Linked DNA regions of Sus scrofa: region 1 is linked to region 2. The links are chromatin contacts, called in public promoter capture Hi-C maps. All regions are on one chromosome and are shown on one strand. Each heading gives the region's core, a stretch centred on a gene start, on an enhancer-like site or on the middle of the called end of the contact. The rest is flanking DNA. Distances are from core to core; before and after follow the strand shown. Region 1 holds the start of FADS1 (fatty acid desaturase 1). Region 2 has its middle 25 kb from the start of FADS2.

Region 1 (3,723 bases), core at 164-2,663, 44 kb after region 2:
ATCAGAGGAGAGACAGCAGAGCTAAGCAATCAGAGCACAGATCAGTTCTAATCTCCGTCCTGCCACTTACTGGCTGTGTGACAAAAATACTTAACCTCTCAGCAGTTCAATTTCTCCATCTGTAAGTGAGGTCCTTACCTCATAGGATTGTTATGAAAATTACATGTTTGCAAAACACTAAAAACAAGGCCAGGCACATAGTAAGTGCTTTGTAAAGGGTTTGCTGAATAAATAAAATTTTGCATGTAAACTGAGTCTCTTTGCAAAGGCAACAGTTTCTTGACTGTCCCCCAGCCTCTGTGTGCTTCCTCATCCCTTCCTAAAATTCAGAGCTCTGAGCCCTGATCTCTCTACTTCAAGGTCTCCTATGGCTCCCAGGTGCCTCCAGGATGGAGTGGCGATGCCTCAGCTAGAAGACCCAGGTTCTTCACACAGGGCTTCCCAGAGGTCTGGAGATGCGGGGCCACTTTCTTTTATTTAAGAATCTCAGTTAATTGAAAAAAGAACAGAAATAAAACACCAACAAGCAATAAAAGGCAAATAGGAAAATTGCGGGGCATTTTAAATGTTACACTGAGCAAAGTAAAGCATTAACCACCCCCGCCCCACCCCCAATAAACCATAATTCTGCTTTACAAGATAACTGCCAAGGGTTCTCTGACTGTTAATTCCAGCCGCACAATTGGTAGAGTGGCATGGCGAGGAAGCGGGAGTTCATCAGGTGGCTCTCAGGCAGGTGGGCGTCTGGAGACTGGCGGGGGGGTGGGGAGCAGCCCAAAGACCAGGCCCCTAGGACAGCCTCCTGTCCACCACGCCGTCACTGAAGCCTCCAACCTCGAACCTCGCGAGGCTGGCAGGCTTCCCCGGCCGCCAGGCGGGCCCTGCGCCCACCCACTCGGCTCGGCCTCTGCCCCTCGCCGCAGGCGGAGCCCACGCCTACCCTGGAAGCCCAGGGCGCCCCCGCACTGGGTGCCGCCTGGCCCGCTCCCAAGAGCCTCCACAGGAACCGTTATTCCGCCCGCGACGCCCCCTGGGAGCAAAAGTCGCCAAGTCGGGAAACAGGATCCCTCTGCGCCCCCGGCTGCGGGCCCGCGAGGTGGCGCGCGCCCCCGTTCAACGCCAGCCTAACCCGACCCTCCGGCCGCGGCCGCCGGCGCGGGGCCGGCGGAGGGCGGGGACTCGCTCCCCGCGCCACGCGGCTGGACCAATAGGAACGCGCGCAGCGGGGCTCAGCTCCCACCGCCTTGGTTGCTGAAAAGCCGGCGCGCGGACCGCGGGCTCAGGGTGCGCGCCAGCGGACCGGCTCCCCGAGCACGCGAGGCCGGCGCGCGCTGCCCCGCGTGTCCCGTGCGCGCTCCTGACCGCCCCAGCCCGGCTGGCGCGCGGCATCTCCTGGCCCCAATGGCCCCTGAGAACCCGGTCCAGGGGTCGACCCCGCGCTTCTTCACCTGGGAGGAGGTGGCGCAGCGCACGGGAAGAGGCAAAGAACAGTGGCTCGTGATTGACCGGAAGGTGTACAACGTCACCAAGTTCACCCGCCGGCACCCCGGGGGCTCCCGGGTCATCAGCCACTACGCGGGGCAGGATGCTACGGTGAGCGCTGCCAGACCTGGGCATGGGAGGAGGCAGGGTCCGGCGCCCGGGGCCGGACACTCGGTGCGCGAGACAAGAAGTTTGGCAGTCAAGGCCGAACACTCACTAATTCCAGGAAAAGCCGGGAGGCGCTGGAGCGTACCTGTTGCTAATTGATGGGGTGTGCTGCGGGCATGGGATGCAAGGGCAGGAGTGAGCCTGCGAAAAGTGGAGTATGGAGTCTGGGGAGTGGGAATGGAGGCCGGCAACGTGCATACCAAACAAAGGGCTGAGCCTCGGGTCGGTACGCTCACTATGTGGCCCCCGAGTCTGCGGTTTTGAGGCGTGGGCAGGCCCCGGAGCTGGGCTGGGGTGGGATGGGGCGGGGAGGCGGGACCCCGGGGCCTCCTGTACCGCCGAGACCGAAGGAGGAGGGGTCAACGGCAAAGGGAGGGATTTTTTTTTAAGTCTTTTTAAGGCCGCACTGGTAGCAGATGGAGATTCCCAGGCTAGGGGTCGAATCGGAGCTGTAGCCGCTGGCCATAGCAACACCAGATCCTAGCCGTCTGTGACCTACACCACAGCTCAGGGCAACGCTGGATCCTTAACCCACTGAGCAAGGTCAGGCAGGGATCGAACCTGCGTCCTCATGGATGCCAGTCAGATTCGTTTCCGCTGAGCCAGGATGGGAACTCTGAAGAGAGGGATTCCTGACCTGGCTTGGTGGCTGGGAGGGGGCCGCAGCCGCGTCTGGAACGAGTGTGCCCGACAACACTAGCGAGCAGGACAAAGAACAAGGGAACCGCTCTGAGAGACACAGCTGAGATGGGAAGCCACCTGGCACTCACTGGGTGAAGACGAGAGGGTGGGTGGGGAGGGGGCCACTGGCCGGAAAGGGCTAGTGCCTGCTCGTGCACAGGAAGGAATGAGAGCAGCGGGCTGAAAATGGGGGCCTGCATTAGTGTACACTTGAGCGAGGAGCCCCGGATTGGTCCTGGAATTCTGTGGGGAGGTCACTCAGTTTCAGGCCACCAGGGTCTCCAGCTATTCGTGGCAGCGGACAGCTGAATGCATTCCTGGGCCGGAGGCTCAGTGCGGGGTCCGCATCCTGCCTCACTGGGCCAGCGCACACCCCAGACGGCATTCTACTTCCCTCTCTAGACAACCTGTTCTCAGAACTAAAGCGCCTAGCATCTCCCTTCTGGGTTGGAGAACTTGGGACCCAAAGGTTGGAGCGTTCGCTTCACTGAGACCCCTCTCCCGATATCCTTCTTCCCATCCTTTGCCTAGCGGCGTGACCCCTTACACTGTCCCCAGCTTTCGCCCTGCCATCCCGGAGCGCGCCTCGGGCCGCTAAGGCTCCCGTTAGGTCGCGTTGGAGCCTAACCGGGTGAGGGCCCGCCCCTCCTTCCGACGCAGCAGGCCGGAGCTTGTGCTTGTCTCCCTAGTGACCACTGGGGAATGCAGGCAGCGGCGAAGGTGTGGACTAGCGCATGCGTAGATAGAGCCAACGCCGGGGCTTCCTGCAGTGTGATTTGGGGCCGGGGCCGGCCGTGGCGGGACCGCGATTGGTCCGGATGTGTGGTGCCACTGGCCGCCGGCTCCGCCCTAGCTCCCTCCTCGCTGCTGGCTTCCCCTTTAGGGCCTGAGGCTGTCTGACTTTCAGGATGTCCATTTCTTTAGTCTTTGAGGACCCCCTTCTTGCGTAACCAAAATTAGCACCCTGGGGCGGGCGGGTGTTCAGAGTGGGAGGGGAAAAATGGAGCCCCACCGGAAGCAGCGCAGAAGGAAGGGGGAGCAACGCAGTTTGACACAGGGAGTCGCCTTCATCACACTTTATGAGACATCCAGAGGAAAGACCAACTCAGGCAGGTCTTTGTGTGGTCCCCTAGCCGTGCTGCCTATGCCTTGGTGGGGTACCCTTCTTACGAGAACACAGATGCTGGGTGATCCTAAGCTGTGGACGGCAGGGGCAGGTCTGAATACCCTCTAAGGGCAGCTGCCGGGAAGGGAGGGCGGTGTCTTTTTGAACTTGGGTACAGCGTCCCTGCTGGATCAGGAGGACGGCCTTGGGTGTGAGCGCTCCACAAGTTGAAGGCCTGGGGGGCAGGGGCGGACTGCCTCACTGTTCTGCCTTCTCCCCATCCTTGC
Region 2 (3,479 bases), core at 567-3,066:
AGTCGCGTTAAGAAGACAAGTCCCCCTTTTAGATCGGCTTCGGGACAAAAGCTTCTTCTCCCACCCCAGCAGGGTTCCCGGTGGCTCCCAGGTCCCACTCCCGCCCTGCTCCACTCAGCGTGTGCCGTCTGCAAAAATACACCTGTCATGCCCCCTGCTTGAAACCTTTGCCAGTGCCCTTGGAATAGTTCTAACTCCTCGATCCAAGACTGCTTTCTGAGTCTGAAAAGTCAAGTTCTTTTCTCTTTCATGGCCTTTGCCCAAACTGCTGTCTTTGCTCCCAGATTTTCCTCCTCTCCCCCTGCCCCTGTCTGTTTCCAAAGTCATACCTCAGAGGAGTTTTCCCCTAACCATCACCACCACCACTTCCGGCTACACCTTCACCTCTTCTGCCCTTTATCTTTCGTAGCAGCTGTTCCTCTTTGTTTACTGGCTCATTGCCTTACTTCCCAATAGACTGGAAAATTCCTGAGGGCAGGGACCAGGAACTTTTGCCCACACCTGCGTACCCTATTCTTAGCAGAGTGCCTGGCGCGCAATAGGCTTTGGGGGTCATTTGCTACGTGAGGAAAGGCAGGCACGGTCGAACACCTCCCTGTAAGAAGGAGCAGGCTGGCATGAATACACATGCAAATGACCCCGCACTGAAAGACTGTCTCCTTACCCACATTCGAGCCCGGCACTGCTATTAAGGATCGGAGCGGGCAGGTGACAAGAAGGGGCTGAAGCCAGAGAGGATGCTGCCCCATATTCTCCGAGGGATAGGACCCAGGTGACCCTGGGGAATGTCACTTCGTTGCTCGGCCACAAAGCCTATTGATAATTAATCCAGGAGATAAAAGTCAAACTCTTGCCTCCTCCCTGGAGACCGGGTCAATGAGCTGATAGGAAGGGTGATTCCTTTTCTGCCTGATTCAGTGAACATGTCCCCAAGGCTGGAGAAGAGGGAAGAGGAGGCTGTGTCACCATGCCGTAGCACGGGATGGAACCAACACCCTCATGGACCCTAGGCTGATGGAAACACAGGAGCTACTCATCACATGTGGCTACTAAGCGCTTGAAATGTAGCTAATGTGACTGAGGATCGGCATCTTTAATTTTACTTAATTTTAACTAAATTTAAATAACTACGTGGGGTTGGTGACTACTGTATTGGGCGGTGTAGGTCTAGACATCTAGGAGTAAGGAAAACATCAAAAATAAATGAATGGGGAGCTCCCGTTGTGGATCAACGGTTAACGAATTCCACTAGGAACCATGAGGTTGCGGGTTCGGTCCCTGGCCTCGCTCAGTGGGTTAACGATCTGGCATTGCCGTGAGCTGTGGTGTACGTTGCAGACGCGGCTCGGATCCTGCGTTGCTGTGGCTCTGGCATAGGCCAGTGGCTACAGCTCCGATTCGACCCCTAGCCTGGGAACCTCCATATGCCGCAGGTGCAGCCCTAGAAAAGACAAAAAGATAAAAGAAAAAAAAAAAAAAAAAAAAAAGAGAGAGAGAGAGATTCTTTAAAAAGTTAAATATGGAGTTCCTGCTGTGATGCAGTAGGTTAATGATCCAGCTTGTCTCTGTGGAGGTTTAATCCCCAGCCTGGTGCAGTGGGTTAAGGATCTGGCGTTCTTGCACCTGTGGCATAGGTCAGTATTGATCTCTGGCTCAGGAACTTCCATATGACTTGGGGGCAGCCAAAAAAAAAAGCAAGCCCTGACTCTACCAGAACCAGAATGATTTTTCCGCTGCCTCTGGTATTTTCCAGCTTCCAGGCTGCTTATGCACTATTCTGTCCAAATGACTCAGGAGTCACTGTGGGTGAGAATGGGAGAGTAGGAGGGGCCAGGGCCAGGATCTGTACTCGCTCTTTGACACTGGGTGTTGTATTTCACTCCCCGAGCCTGTTCCTACCTCTAAAAAAAATAAATAAATAAACATAAGACATAACCAACAAGGACCTACTGTAAAGCACAGGGAACTATATTAAATATCTTCTAATAACCCATAGTGGAAAAGAATCTGAAAAAAGAATATATGTACATGCACACACACACACACACACACACACACACACACACACACAACTAAACTGGAGTTCCTGCTGTGGCTCAGTGACAACAAACCCGACTCGTATCCATGAGAATGCGGGTTCCATCCCTGGCCTCGCTCAATGAGTTAATGATCCAGCATGGCCATAAGCTGCAAGGTAGGTCACAGACTCGCCTTGGATCCCGTGTTACTGTGGCTGTGGTGTAAGCTGGCAGCTGCAGCTCTAATTTGACCCCTAGTCTGGGAACTTCCGTATGCTGCAGGTGCAGCCCTTAAAAAAAAAGCAATTAATTAGTGAAATGACTTTGCTGTACACTTGAAACTAACAGAACATTGTAAAAAAACTATATGTCAGTTAAAAAAAATTTTTTTTAAGTTAAACATAGAATTCCCATATGGTCCAGCAATTCACTCCTAGGTATATGTCCCAAATAATTGAAAATAGGTATTCAAACAAATACTGGTACAGGAATATTCAGAGCACTAGGGCTTTGGGGGGCGGCCAGGGGACGACAATGGGCAGGAAGACCCTCTTCGATTCTGGAAGTTTCCTAGATAAACAAGGTTGTATTTGGCCTTGGAAAGACAAAATGTCAAAGTCCTCTGGACACAGATGCTTCTTGGTTGACTCTTTCAGAGCCAACAACCAGGCCTTGGCTGGGCTGTCTCTTGTCTCCATGGTACCCACCTGTGTTCTCGACCAGGCCAGTGGTGGTTGATTCTGCTGAGAGGCCCCAGGCTGCTGTCAGATCTGGACCGTTTCCTGTGGCTCGAAATGCAAAGCTGCAGACAGAGCAAGCGTATCGGTTCTCCCAAGGTCGCTGGGGTCCAGGAGGACAACACAGAGGGCGGCCGAATGATGCCAGGGAAACAAACACAATCTTTGACCTGAGATGTCCCTCGCATCCCTGGGCATGAACCCTGTATCTGGGCCTTTGTCCCTGCCCTTACCTGGCACAGAAAGTGCCAACCTGGAAAGAGCACCTCCTGGCCCCACTGTTTGCTTGTCTGAGTGTTCCCTCAATTTACCTCGTGGCACTAAAGGGATTGAGGGTTCCTGAGGTAAGGTGTGACAGATTTCCCATCTCTGGGGACATCTCCCTTCTACTTCGGGGCACAGAGCCTCCAGGGAAGAGTATTCTCCCTCTCCCCAATGCTAACCTGTGCAGACCCTCAGCCAGACCTGAGTTCAGCAAAGGGGATTCTGGCGGCCACAGTCAGATATGCACCTGCCGTGTGACCTTGAGCGAGCCCTTCCCTCCATGAACCTCTAGTCCTTATCTGAGCAATGAGGTCCCTAACATCCTCTTCGCTTTTGCAAAGCTTCAGCTTCATGCTTCTGGGCAGCCAGCATGGGGTCATCCGCCAGGCTTGGAGCCCTGGAAACTGTCAGTTCCTCACATCCTGCAGCAAGGTTGTGGCCGTGCCTGGCCGTTCATACC

Evidence for each region. Promoter capture Hi-C pulls out the DNA fragments that hold promoters and counts their contacts.
Region 1: a promoter capture Hi-C map of liver shows a contact between it and region 2, with 7 times the contacts expected there. The contact joins the promoter of FADS1 here to the enhancer-like site in region 2. A contact is called at or near these places in 1 of 5 promoter capture datasets (liver) and 7 of 47 Hi-C or Micro-C datasets (embryonic fibroblasts, epiblast stem cells, fetal liver and 2 more).

What each region holds. Positions count from the first base shown.
Region 1 is chr2:9,734,012-9,737,734 of Sscrofa11.1, forward strand. It overlaps FADS1 (fatty acid desaturase 1), which reads left to right and starts at 1,414. Exons shown (of 12, transcript NM_001113041.1): 1 at 1,414-1,593. The coding sequence starts at 1,414.
Region 2 is chr2:9,689,470-9,692,948 of Sscrofa11.1, forward strand. No RefSeq gene overlaps it. Among named protein-coding and RNA genes, the nearest start is that of FADS2, 25 kb to the left of the region's middle. Within about 2 kb of position 1,817, at least 6 of the 83 cell types and tissues checked have an H3K27ac peak or open chromatin away from gene starts, as enhancers often do. A contact at or near this core is called in fetal liver and liver, where this site is marked.